Linked DNA regions of Callithrix jacchus: region 1 is linked to region 2. The links are chromatin contacts, called in public Hi-C maps. All regions are on one chromosome and are shown on one strand. Each heading gives the region's core, a stretch centred on a gene start, on an enhancer-like site or on the middle of the called end of the contact. The rest is flanking DNA. Distances are from core to core; before and after follow the strand shown. Region 1 holds the start of CCL17 (C-C motif chemokine ligand 17). Region 2 holds the start of CPNE2 (copine 2).

Evidence for each region. Hi-C and Micro-C count contacts between places; a contact is called where the count stands out from the background.
Region 1: a Hi-C map of skeletal muscle shows a contact between it and region 2, with 5 times the contacts expected there. The contact joins the promoter of CCL17 here to the promoter of CPNE2 in region 2. A contact is called at or near these places in 2 of 3 Hi-C or Micro-C datasets (both in skeletal muscle).

What each region holds. Positions count from the first base shown.
Region 1 is chr20:15,287,082-15,294,059 of calJac240_pri, reverse strand. It overlaps CCL17 (C-C motif chemokine ligand 17), which reads right to left and starts at 2,875. Exons shown (of 3, transcript XM_008985929.5): 1 at 2,741-2,875; 2 at 1,554-1,671; 3 at 618-917. The coding sequence starts at 2,810. The coding sequence ends at 797.
Region 2 is chr20:14,963,296-14,970,172 of calJac240_pri, reverse strand. It overlaps CPNE2 (copine 2), which reads right to left and starts at 2,088. Exons shown (of 15, transcript XR_013530505.1): 1 at 1,902-2,088.

The DNA.
Region 1 (6,978 bases), core at 1,626-4,125, 320 kb before region 2:
CCGCTTGGCACCCTCCTACCTGCGGTTGGAGGGGGCTGGGAGGGTAGCTGCAGGCAGAGGACCCAGGGCCCGCATAAGGGCCCAGGACCCACAGAGCCGGCTCGCCCCGGAGCTGGTCTGCAGTTTGAGTGGGGAGAGGGAGCCAGGACCCGGAGGAGCCGGGCCAGCGGGCCTGCAGTGAGTGCAGGGGAGGCAGGGACGGGGCTGCAGGATCCCCCACCCTCCGCCAGGGGGCTCCCCAGCACTGGGCGGAGCTGCGGCCTGCGGGAGGGTCCTGGCCAGTCTGTGGAATTGATTCCAGCACCTCAAGGAAGCTTGTCCCCAGCTCCACGTGGGGCAAGAGCAGGAACTGGGCTGGGGAGAAACTGGAAGACCTCAGACAGAGAATCCAGCTGCCGCCTCCCAGGAACCTGCCAGCCCTGCCCCTGCCCGGGCCTCTCACCAGGGCCTCCCCTCACTGGTTCGTGGTCTGTGGAAGCCACGTGCCCCTCTCAGCCTCAGTTTCTCTTTCCGACCTGCGCAGGGAAGGACCAGATGTTCTCTGAGGACCCTCCCAGTGTGACAGGCGGGAGTGGAACCGCGTCCTGCGCTGTGGGGACGGACACACTGACACAGACTGAGCAGAAAGAATTTAATCTGGGCCCTTCTGTGCCCAAGGCTCCAGTTCAGACAAGGGGTTGGGATCTTCCTCCGTGTGGCTCTTCTTTGTCCTTGGAAGGCCTCCCTTGGACCCAGGCACTCGGGGTTGGGGTGGTGAACACAGATGCTGGAGGTACCGGGTGGTCCCAGGAGACAGTCAGGAGTCCCAGGTGAGGAGGCTTCGAGACCTCTGCAGGCTTCGCAGGTATTTAAGTGCCTTCTTCACACTCTGGTCCTCGGGGTCCGAACAGATAGCCCTGCCCTGGACGGTCACAAGCCTACACAGAGAGAGGATGTTCCCAGGGATGTCAGAGGGAGAAGGGCCCCAGAGTCCCCAGGATGGCCCCATCCTGTGCTGAGCAGGATTCCAAGACTCCAAGAGGGGCAGGAAGTTGCTGTAGTCACCTGGGGCCTTGGTGGCAGGTCTGGGACATCAGGCTCTGTCCTGAGTGATCTGGACCCTCACAGGGAGCCAGGGCTGCAGGACCTTGTCAGACTGCCACAAGATGGCTTAGAGCCTGTGATGTGGGGACTGTGGGGAGGGCTCAGACTACCACCCCTCAGACTGCCCCAAGACGGCCTAGAGCCTGAGACGTGGGGACTGTGGGGAGGGCTCAGGCCCAGGCCAGGGGAGGTGACCGCATTGCCCCTGACCAGCTGTGTGACCTGGGGAGTTCATCCCTCCCAGGGCCTCGATTTCACCACAATCAAGGAACAGGTTGGACTTGATGCCCTGCAGCCCTTTTGGGTCCCACAGCATGGGTGCATGAACTGCCCCAAGGAGCCTGTAGGGGTTGGGGAGGAAGGTCCCCACTGTATCATCCCTGTTTCCCGGTGGCCTTTCTGGGAGCTTCAGGGTCCACTTGTCCCCATGCTTGGCCCAGAGAAGCAGGGGTGGGACCAGGGGCACTTACACAATGGCTTTCCGGTTACAGTCCTGGGAGGTCCTATACCAAGTAGACAGCTTTCTAAGGGGAATGGCTCCCCTGAAGTACTCCAGGCAGCACTCTCGGCCAACATTGGTCCCTCGAGCTGCAGGGAGAGGAAGCAGGGTGGGGTGTCTGTGAGTGTCTGCCTGTGTTTTGTGGGAGCCCTGGGTGTGTCTGTGGAAGGTTGGCATGTGCGTGTCCACGTGTGCATCTGTGTGGTGACTGCATGTGTCACTGCCTATGTATATGTGTGTGTGTGAATGTACACCAGTATGTGTGAGGCCTCTGTGTATGCTGTGGGGATCCTGTGTGTTTGTGGGTATGTATGTCTGAGTGTGTCTGTGGGGGATCCTGTGTGTCCTGTGAGTGCCCACGTGTGTGTGTGTCTGTGTGTAGTCCTGTGTGTCTATGCCTGGCAACCTTATTTCATCTTTCCTTTCCTAACCTAATATAAGAATCTGTTTTTTAGGCCAGGCGCAGTGGCTCATGCCTGTAATCCCAGGACTTTGGGAGGCCCAGTCTGGTGGGTTGCTTGAGGTCAGGAGTTCGAGACCAGCCTGACCAATATGTTAAAACCCCATCTCTACAAAAAACACAAAATTAGCCCCGCATGGTGGCAGGTACCTACAATCCCAGCTGCTCAGAAGGCCGAGGTAGGAGAATCGCTTGTACCTGGGAGGCAGAGGTTGCAGTGAACCAAGATCACGCCATTGCACTCTAGCCTGGGTGACAGAGTGAGAGACTCCATCTCAAAAAAAAGAAACTCTTTTTTACATGCTCTTGGAAGCTTTATGCTGATTCTCTCATTGTGCATAAAACCTGTTAATAAAATAGATGCTAATAAATAATTTTGAGAATCTTTCTTTTTCCATTGCACAACTACAGCTGTTGAATCCCAACCTCACAGCCATTGCAGCTCGAGATGTGCTCATGTTGGTCCTTACCAAGCCCACCTGCAAGAGCTGGGACATCATCAACACCATCGACATTTTTCTCTGCTCGTTTCCCTCAAAATCCTAGTGCTGTGGGCTTCTCAGGTCTTTTTGTGGGGTGGGAGTAGGTGGGGTGTCAACAATACACAAATGTGTGTGTGTGTGTTGCTTTGGTGGTTTTCATGCCCCCAATTCCTGTCCTCCCAGTGCCTGCCCCTGGCCACCTTTCCCTGCTCTCACCTGCATGGATGTGCTGCAGAGAAGCCCCCAGGAGGAGGGTGACCAGGGCCAGCATCTTCAGTGGGACCATGGTGCCAGAAGTCCAGGAGGGAGTCTGTGCATGTAGGTCCCTCTGCTCAGGGAGACACCCTTGCTGAGAGTTGAGGGTGGCAGTGACTAATTTAACCTCCCTGGGGGTCTTGCCCCGCCTTCTGTCACCTCCCCACATCCTTCACTAGACCAGTGGAGATTGAAGAATTTGAGATGATTCAGGAGAAGTCCAGCTCTTGGAATGTTTGTGGATTTCCAGAGAATGGGCACTCAACTGGAGACAGAGGTGGGGTACATGTGTCTGGAGCCCATGCAGTGACACACTTCTCCTTTCAGAGGGGACATTTCTTGGTTCCTCTATTAGAATTGAAAAGCCTCCATCCACAACTGAGTTCATCTCTCTGTGGCTAGAAAGCATCCTTCATGCATGGCGGCCTGAGTCGGGGGAGATGAGGTGTTGGGAGTCAACCAGCAGAAATCAAGCAGGGCTCTTCTCCTGGACTGTGGGCAAGATTCAGGGCACTGGGGGCCACACTGGCTGTGGGCCATGGGCACAGGGGCATCACTCTGCAGGGAGGTCCATTCTTTATCTGCCTCTGAGAGAGACTGAGGCCCAGCCAGGGCACAGAGCAGCTTTGGTTGCCTGTCCCACCCCAGGCTAGGCCCTGACCGAAGGAGGCCAGAGCCCAGTGGTACTTCGATCACCATTCAATCCAAATAGCTCGGGAAACCACGTTCCCCTAAATGGGTTGCCTTACACTAAGATGCAGAACAGAGCTGGGTACGGTGGCTCACGCCTGGAATCCCAGCACTCTGGGAGGCCTAGGCAGGTGGATCTCCTGAAGTCAGGAGTTCGAGACCAGCCTGGCCAACATGGTGAAACCCCGTCTCCACTAAAATACAAAAAATAGCAGGGCGTGGTGGTGGGCACCTGTAGTCCCAGCTACTTGGGAGGCTGAGGCAGGAGGATTGCTTGAACCCAGGAGGCGGAGTTTGCGGTGGGCTGAGATCGCACCATTGCACTCCAGCCTGGTGGACAAGAGCGAGACTGAGTCTTAAAAAAAAAAAAAAAGATGCAGAACAGAACAAAGGGGTCTGTAGGAGATGCCGCTTCTCGCTTCTAGCAGAGCTGTGTCCCGGAGTCCGTACTGGATGCCTGGTCAGGATCCATCCTGAGCCAGGCCCTGAGCTGACTTTCCTGGCACCCCAGCCCATTGCAGGGCAATGACAGAACGCAAGTCCACTTTCCAGTAGGGGCAGAGCTGAAAAAAGAACTACAGGCATAAGGCGGCAGATCAAGTTGGTGAACTGGCTTATCTGTGACTCTAGGGTCTCAGCCCCAGGCCACAGCATCACTGCACACGGGTCAGGCACCTGGCCACCCGAGGAAATTGCCAGTCACCCTGTGAGGGCTCCCGGGAGCCAGAGCATGGGCGTCCCTTCAGTAGAATGAGGGTCCCATGCCCTCCAGGTGGGCAGCACCAGGGCAGGGCGGCTCAAGGCAGGGCAGCACCTGGACTCTGATTGTTACATGGGGGACCTAGGCCTGGCTTTGCCCTGTCCCTGCATGACCAGGGCCAGCTCAAAATGACAGCAGTGCCCCCTCGGCAACATAGCGCAGGTGCCTTCCGCCCTCTCACAGTCCTGCGAGATCACAGTCCCTGTGTTGATCGCTGAATCATTACTACGTTTTCATGAGCAGTCCTGGTAACAGCAACAGCCGCTCTGTGTCGTGAGATTTTTGTTTCTTGTTTTTACGTTCTGGGGATACCTGTGGAAACCCCACTTTCCCGGAGCATCGCTCAGAGCTAACCTCATCAGTCTTCAGGTGGGGAGGGGGGGTTCCGATGAAAGGAAACCAGACAAGGACCCTTGACCTCGGGAGGAGCCCCAGGTGCTCCTCTCCCCACCCCTCACAAGGGCAACCTGGGAGGCTGGGGCTGCGTCCATGCCTAGGAGCAGGTCTTCCCTTGCCCATGAGGAATCTTTCTGTGGGCAGGATCCTCTGTGTGATCTCAGGCAGCTCACAGACCCTCTCTGGACCTCAGCCTCCTCAGGACGGTTGATCTCGGGAAAATGGGGTCTGCCTTGGTGGGCCTTGAACCAGCATTTCTCTGCTTCTCTGGGGGTCACATCAGCTGCCAGAGACCCTGACCCTGCCCCCTCCTCAAGCCACAGCCCAGATGGGTTCTTTGCCCCCAGCCACCTGTCCTGTGCCCAAGGCTGGCTTCCATTTGCAGAGGAGGGGGAGGGGAGTCTGCTCTTCCTGCCTGGGCCCCTCCTGGGTGCCAACATCCCAGAAAAAGGGAGGGGCAACCTCAGGGTGGCTCCCTGCAGAGTCCCCCTGCAAAGGAGGCTGGCTGGGCAGGGGAAGGGTGCAGGCACAGATGGCCCTGACCTGGAGACAGAGCCTGGGCCCAGAGGTGCAGGGCCAGGCCTGGGGTCCGGGAGGAGGCAGGAGGGAGCGCCTCTGCGACCACTCCTCTTGCCCATCCTGCCCTCATGCACTCAGCCTGGTGGCTTCTGCCCACCCTCTTGTGGGGGCTCCACCTGCCTGCAAAGGACAGCTGTGATTCAGTGGGCAGCCTGCTAATGATGAAGCGGCTGCCGTCCCTGCCACTGGGGAAACTCCCCGGGTGAGTTCTGAGTCCTCCTTGCTTTCTCGCAGACTCAGAGCTTTCTCCAGAAGGACCCAAATTCCCCTGTTTGTTCTGGGGAACAGATCATGAAAGCAGCAGCAGAAGGTTCTGGACTAGGAAGGTTCTGGTTCAGCTCAAGGATGGTGCAGGCTGCCTGGCTGGCAGGGGCAGCCGAACCTCTAGGGGCTATGCCTGGCACTGCAGGGTGGGCAGAGGCCAGAGCCTGCTATTTCGGGGGTTCACAGTGGGTAGGGGTGGGGGAACAGGGCCTGACTCCTCATAGTGACATGCAGGTGAGATTAAAGGGCCTTGGGGCACAGCGTGGGGAGAGGTTGCTTCTGGCCAGAATTCACTCAGTTCACTTCCTGCAGGAGGTGGCTGTGGGGCTAGGTCTTGTAAATAAGATTCATACTAAGATTGGAAGAAAGGGCATGTCACAGGGGGCACTGTTTAGGCAAAGGCGCAGAGAGGGGAATGTGTAGAGGCAAATTAGGACAATAGCATGAAACCCCAGCATGGGGCACAGCCTTAATGCCAGGCTGAGAACAAGTCACATGAGGACAGCCTGTGTCTGCCTTGCCCCGTGCCGTGGGCATCCCTAGTGCCAAGCACAGTGCCTGGCATGCAGTGGACTTTCAGTGTCACCTGACCGAGTCCACGCAGGACTGGAAGAGCAGGCGAGACGGGCGTGAAGGGCCCAGTGTGCCTCAGCCTTCTTTGGGAAGCAGCAGCAGGGACCAGGGACATTTTTGAGGTGGTTTCCTCACCAGGAATTAACTGGGCTTATTCCTCGTCAGTTCTCCCGGGCAGTGAGATGGATGCCAAGGGACCTTCCAGACACAATGTGCTGAATTCTGGGCCTGCAAGAAGTATTGACAGATCTTTATGATGGTGTGAGGACTCTAGGACCTGGAGGTCTATCAGGGCAATCAGGAATACTCCCTGGAGGAGGTGGCAGTAAGGCAGAGTTTTGTGGAGGGGCAGCAGGGGAGAGGGTGCTGTGGCCAGAGGAAGGGAAAGGGCCACAGCAGGGAGGCAGGCCAGACACCATTAGGCCTGTTAGGAGAGTGTGAAAGGGGGACTGGATCTGAGTGGGAGGAGCAGCCGAGGTAACTCCCTGTCTCAACACCTCTGATAAAGCGGGCCAGGCACACCGCCCAGGCACCTGCCGCCCTTGCCCCAGCACTTGCTGCAATACTCCCACTCCACTTTGGCCAGAGGGCACCGGGCCAGGCTGACTCAGGGTCCTCCTCCCTGAAAGACAGGAAGGAGGTTTCCTGCCCCGACCTCAGGCTCTGCCCAGGCTCATGGAGAAGCCTGGCCCTTAGGCATGGGCAGAACCAGGATGCTCTCCATCACAGAGCAGGGGCCAGGCGGCGGGGCCGCAGCTCTTCATCATCTTCAATTGCATTTGACAGCTGTGGATGACCGGGAGGGAGCGGCTAGGCGGAAGGGTCATCCCAGTCATACCAGTGTCACCCGAGGCTCATTTGTTCACTCATCTCCATCGCTGACAGCTGAGGCCAGATTTGTCCTGCCCTGCCCAGGGGGCTAGGAATCTGGGATCAG
Region 2 (6,877 bases), core at 839-3,338:
CATCAGGCTTCCTAATATTCCCCTGGCACTGACAGCTAAGAGTCACCAGGCACTTACTACGTACCAGTAAGTGCTGGCACCTGAGTCCTCACAATCTAATTTAATCCTACCTTTACAGAAATACACAGTTACCTGAAAAGAATATAAAGGTGCATAGATACAGAAACTGAGGGCTGGGAGGAGGACCAGATGGGGTACTGTCCTTACTGCTAGAAACTGAGGTTCCATTCTTGGCCCTCTTCTTCCCTTATGCCCCACTTTTCAATTCTCATGACATTCCAGGGGAGGAAGTGTCCCTTGGAACACCACCAGAGACACAACACTTGCCACTCATGAAGTGCTCCCTACTTGCAAAACATCTGCTCCCAACACCCCAGTTCCAGCCTCCCAGCTGCCCTGTAAGCTGGGTCATGTCACACTTTGCCTCATTTTACAGACAGAAAAAAACCCCAAGTCCAAGGGGTGACTAGGCACGCAGATAGGAAATGACAGCCGAGAGAAGAACCCAAGCGTCCACGTCACCCTTCCTCCCGGTTCTTTCCATGGAGGAATCTGCCTGGATGACCCCTCCCAATCCAGCTGGCTGTCACCTACCTGGGGCGGTCCTAGAGCTCACCGGGACCTATGCCAGGAGGAATGCCATAAAACCGTGCCTTCATGCTCTTTCCCATTCTCCAGGAGGCAGGCCCTGGAACAGTAGCCCATTTCACAGATGATGACCCAAGGGGTAGAGGGTCTGGGCCAAGTTCCCTGCTGGTCATAGGTGGGGTTCAGACCCAGGTCTCCCAGGCCTCTCCATCAAGGCTGTCCACAGGCAGGCTGGAGCTGCCAGGGATTAAAATCTGCGCTCACTGCCTGTTTCCAGAAAACCATGGGCTCCCCACAGTCTCTGAAGCTGTGCATGCCCAAGGGGCAGAAAGAGCCCCCCTCCTTTGATGACAGCACACACCCCTAAGGGAGCAAAAACTAAGGGTAGATAAAACAAAGGGCGGCTCAGCTCATTCTCCCAGACCCCTTGTCCCTTCCCCCAGTACATATGGGGCAGGGGATTCAGATGCAAGATGAACCCCCTATTGGCCGCCGGAGCCAGCAACATCTGTGAACTTGGGCAAACCACAGCCCCCTTTAAGCAGCCCCTTCCTCATAGGAGAGCTTCTCCAACTGGGGGACGAAAGGGGGCAAGGCTGGGGGATGGGGTGGAAAGAGCAGGGAAGAGGGGAGTAAGACCCCTCTATTTTCAGAGGAGCATCGCTGCGGGAAACCGGGAATAAAAGAGGGCCTTTCTCGCCCGCTCTCTCCATGCCCCACCCCCACCCCCTTAAAACACACAGGTGCCAGACAGCTTTTTCACAAAAACTAGTTTGCAAACACTCTCCGACTTCTGGGAAGCTGCCCAGCTCCACTCCCCCTCTGCGATCCCCGTTCCGGGGCTGGGAGCTGGCCCTCTGGCAGCTGCCTGGGGCAAGGGGTGGGTAGTGAGGGATGAAAGGAGTGCAGAGGGGTGCGGAGAGGGGCCCGCACCCGCCTAGAGCCAGGGCGACCTCACGCCTTCAGCAGTTGCCACAGCTCCGGGACTCCGCCTCCCGGACGCCCTCCAGGAACCTCCGGGCGGGTGGGACGGTCCCCAAAGCAGCTGGGCTCCGACCTCGGAGGGCGCCCTCCTCCCCGGGGACCCCGCCGCCCTACCCCCGCAGTCCGGGGGTCGACGGGGCGCCCCCGCGTGTCTGGGTCGGAGCTGAGTCACCGAAGCGCCGGAGTCCGGGTTCGCGCGGGCGACGGGGACTGGAGCGCCGCAGCCCCCGGGGGCGGAACCCGGCTTCCTTGGGACCCTCCGCTGGCGCCTGGAGCCCGTCCCCAAAGCCGAACTTGGGCACTGCCCCGCCCGCCCGGGCCCCACTCACCGCGGGTCCCGCGGACGCCACCGCCCTCACCGCACGGCTGCCGCTGCCCGCGCTCTGGGCCGCCCAGGCATGCCCGGGCGCTGCTTCTGCTCGGCCTGGCCCGAGGGCGCGGGACGGGCTCAGGGCGCTGCCCTCGCGGCCACGGCCCGCTCGCGTGCGCTCCCAGCCGCTCCGGGTAGGGTCCTCCTCCTGGGCTGGGCGGGCGGCGGCAACGGCGGCGGCTCGGGCTCCTCCCTCCGGCTGAAGGGGGGAGTGGGGAGGGAAGCAGGAGGCGAGGCGGGCGCTTCCTGGAGGGGCGCGCGCTCTCCCACGGGCGGAGCGGGGGCGCTGTCCCGCCCGCTGTCCGCCCCTCCCAGCCCGCGCCCGGAGCGCCCGGGCACTCGAGGCGCCTGGCACCTAGAGGGCCCGAACCCTATGGTCCGAGGGTTCCAGGCTGGGACTCAGGTGGCTGAGGATCGCAACGCCGCGGCTTCGCGCCCTCCCCAGGCCTGCTTCGCCCAAGCCTCTGGCACCTCCTTGTTCCGAGCGATATGCGCTCAGGGCCAACGACGCGGGAACAGAGGGGAGGGCTCAGCCCGGGCCTGCGGGGCCCCAGAGCCTCCTGGACCCCCAGCACCGATGGGAGCGGCGCTGCGCCCTCGGGGCAACACCCAAGGCTGGGTTCTGGGATGTATTGGGCAGGATTGGGACTGCAGTGTTTTCTTCCCCCCCTTTTTTTTTCCAATAGCAAAAGAGCTCGGCATTTTCTTGCCGCCAGAGATTGGAAACATGACATTTCTATGACACACGGTGAGATAAAGACGGATCCGAACGGGGCCTGGGGCTACTCATCCATGCGGAAAATTAGGCGAGTCTTTAAGGCCTTGGAGCCCAGGCCTCCTTTTCCCTAGAAGAGGCACCAATTCTTAGGACACTTGTCTGTCGCGGGGCGCTCAAGCCGCTGGCCACTCTGCGGTATTTTGTGCTCTCTGGGCAAGTTCACCACCTGGCATCAGAAGGCTGAGCCTCAAGTAACCAGATTGGGGTGGGGGGGCGGGGCTGTTCGGGGGTCTCAAGGCCATGTGCACAGCCCTTGGCCCTGGGACTCAAGGACTAGGCAGCTGAGGGTTAACGCCTAGTGCTTCCATTGTGGCTTTTCAATTCCAGGCAGGTGAGGGTTAATGTGGGAGCCTCTTGCAGCAGCCGGGGAGCCTTCCTCCACGTCTGAGTCACTGGCACTTTGCAGCCTTAGAGAAGAAGAGACTAAACAGCCCTGGGGCTCTGAGCTTTGTTCTCTGCCTATTTGATGTCCATCCATCCTTCCTTTCTCCAAGCTGTCCACACCTTTCTTTCACCGAAGCCCTCAAAGTCCTCTGCCCAACTCTGGGGCAAACCAACCTATCAACTCAACTCCAGCCCCACTTCCTCCAGGAAGCCTTTCCTGATTGCTCTGGTCCCAGAATCAGTCTTTTCTCCTTCCAGCAGCAGGAGAGCCAGGCCTTGGGATGGACAGTGGTGAACCAAAGTCTCTCTCAAGTTGGTCACCTGCTGGGGCCAAGGCCAGGACCCAGGCAATCATATCACCATTATGAAATGTGCAAAGGTTGGAGATGGGATGGCACAGAAGACCCAACTCAGCGGAGGGAGTCAGCGAGGCTTCCTTGAAGGGACTTGAAGGATGAGCTAGTTGGGCCTGTTGGGGAAGATGCTGGATCCCTAGCCAAGGGGGCAGAGTGCTAAGGCCAGGGGTCACAGCAATCCCACTCCTAGCTATCCAGCCAGGAGAAATGAAAACATAGGGCCACACAAAGCTTGTACACAAATGTATGTAGCAGCATGATTCAAAATAGCCAAAAAGTGGAAACCACCCAAATGTCCATCCACTGATGAATGAAGAAACAAAATGTGGTATATCCACACACGGAATATTATTCAGCCGCAGAAAGGTGTGAAGTACTGGCCAGTCATGGTGGCTCACACCTGTAATCCTAGCACTTTTGGGGGCCAAGGTGGGCGATCACTTGAGATCAGGAGTTCAAGACCAGCCTGGCCAATATGGCAAAACCCTGTCTCTACTAGAAATACAAAAAGTAGACAGACATGGTGGCAAGCACCCATCATCCCAGCTACTTGGAAGGCAGGAGAATGGCTTGAGCCCAAGAGGTGGAGGTTGCAGTGAGCCAAGATGGCGCCACTGCACTCCAGCCTGGGTGACAGAGGGAGATTTTGTCTCAAAAGAAAGAAAGGTATGAAGTATTGATACATGCTACAATATGGACAAACTTGGAAAATATTATGCCTAGTGAAAGAAGCCAGTCTCAAAAGACCAATAGTGTATGGCTCAATTTAGATGAAATGTCCAGAGCAGACAAATCCACAGAGAGACAAAGCAGATTTGTGGTTGTCTCAGCCTGAGAGTGGAGAATGAGGAGTTATTGCTATTGGCACAGGGTTTCTTTGGCTGATGATAAAAAATGTTCTAAAGTTAGATTCTAGGCAGAGTGCAGTCCTGCCTGTAATCCCAGCACTTTGGGAGCCCAGATCACTTGAGGCAAGGAGTTCAAGACCAGCCTGAGTAACACAGTGAGACCCCACCATCTCTACGAAAAAAAAAAAAAAAATTAGGTGTGGTGGCCCACGCCTGTAGTCTCAGTTACTCAGGAGGCTGAGGTGGGAGGATTGCTTAGGAGGTTGAGGCTGTGGTGAGCTGTGACCTCGCCACTGCACTCCAGCCAGGGTGAAAGAACTAGACCCTGTCTCAAAAAAGGAAGTTAGATTATAGTGATGGTTGCACAACTGTAGACATACTCAAAATCATTGACTTACACACTTTAAAAGGACAAATGTCATGGTGTATGCATTATATCCCAATAAAGCTAACTTAAAAAAAAAAGATCAGGGATCAGAGAGCCCTGAGGGCAGTTGATTAAGGCCAAGTATCCATCACAGTTGATTTTACACACTTTATCCTCATTCCACACCCCAGATTGCAAAATGTTAAACTAAGTCTCTCCCTACCCAGGTGAAGACCTCACTGTGCACAGCAGGAAGCTGGAAGGTCCTGAAATAGACCTATGTCAGGGTTTGTGTGTCAGCACCTGCCATCTGGGTGTTTATTTTCACGGTCCAGGCTGTTTGGACAAACGCATCACAATACCCAGGGTTGTCCGGGCACATCAGTGTGCTTGTGAATGAAAGACATGTTGAAGGAGCACCAGCTATTCAGGGACCTGGCTGGGCTAGGGGTGTGTGAGCGATGGTTCAGGGAGAGTGTTCCAGTTATTTATGTTGCGTCATAGATCCCCCTAAAACTTATCCCTCACACTTCTGGGGGTCCTCAGGGCTCATTGAGGGCAGGTCTTGAGCAGCATTTCCCAGCAGTGGCAGTCAGATCGTGGTGGTGGTTGAAATTGTCTAGAAGGCTTTCTGGAACATATGGCTGGCACTAGGTGCTAGCTGTCAGCTGCAGCCTCATCTCTCAGCTGGAACACCTACCTGTGACCATCCCTTGTAGTCTGGGCTTCCTGGTGGCATGGCCCAGGGCTCCAGGAGTGAGCATTTCAAGAGAAGCAAGTAGAAGCGTTATCTAGGCAGAGTGTGGTCCTGCCTATAATCCCAGCACTTTGGGAGGCCAAGGCAGACAGATCACTTGAGGGAAGGAGTTCAAGACTAGCCTGAGTGTTATAGTGAGACCTCACCATCTCTACCAAAAAAAAAAAAATTAGCCAGGTGTGGGGGTACATGCCTGTAGTCCCAGTTACTCAGGAGGCTGAGGTGGGAGGATTGCTTGGGAGGTTGAGGCTGTGGTGAGCCATGCTCTCACCACTGTATTCCAACCAGGAGCCACTGTTTCAGGCCCTCCTCTGTTTCAGGCCCTCGCCTTGGGAGTCACATAATGTCACCTCTGTTGTGGTCACAGAGGAGTGTCACCATCATATAGTAGGAAGAGCATGTAGGTGGAAGATTTTGTGATGGTTGTTTTTAGAAAATACCATCTGCCACAGGGGGTTGATATGGAAACATATCAGGATTCTTGAGGGACCCCTCAAGGATCTCCTGGTTAGAGGCAGGTGTGGCTGACTCCAGGGTCAAACCTCAGGCATGGACTCACGGCCAGGAGTTTGAATTCCAACCACGCAGAGACTGCCTGGGTGAAATCACTCAATCCTCTGGGCCTCACTTTCCTTCTCTGTAAAGCAGAATAGACTTAGTATTTGCTTTATGGGATGGTTGTGAGAATTCAGTGAGGCAGAATTCAGTGAGACTATAATGTGCCAGGCAAGTGTTGACACCAGGGCTAGCGTGTCATTGCTATTTTTTTAAGTTCTGGGGTTGTGGTCACTCTGATGCAGGGACGGTCCCTTTCTATGATCAGGATACCCAGACCTGTCCAGCCCCTCCAGGCAGCCCCAGACACCTCCCTCAGCTCTGACTCTATACTGGAGTGTGTGTGTGTGTGTGTGGGGGGGGCACATGGAGGACTAAGGGTCCCATGAGGACCACTGATGCCTCTGGTCCCAGGCTTCTAACCCAGGGGACCCCAGTTGGCCTTTGTTCCCTGGGGAAAGCTCCTTTGCTGTTCCCTCCTTCCCAGGCCGAAGGTCTCTTTCTGGGCAGCTACGGCAGGGTTGGGGTGTGTGTGGGATGAGCCACCAGGTGTGGCTTCCAAGGGCCAAGGGGAGGGTGCTTCACTTGGGTGATTGGGAGGCAGGGTGAAGACCAGCAGTCCCTGGAACTTCCCGAGCCTCGCCCCGGATGGGATGATCTTTACCAAACCAGCCACTGTACAGTCTTTCCGGGAAGCTCTGGATGTGCGCTGAGTGCATGTCCTACTCTAGTGGAGGCCACAGGTCCTCAGGCCTAGCCTTGACCATGAAGGGTAGGGTCGGGGGCAGAAGCAGAGCCCAGGACGGGTGCACCAGGCCCTCCTGCCTTCCTGAGGGCCCCTCTCTCTCCAGGAAACACGTAGACCCACAGGCCAGGACCACCTCAAGGTC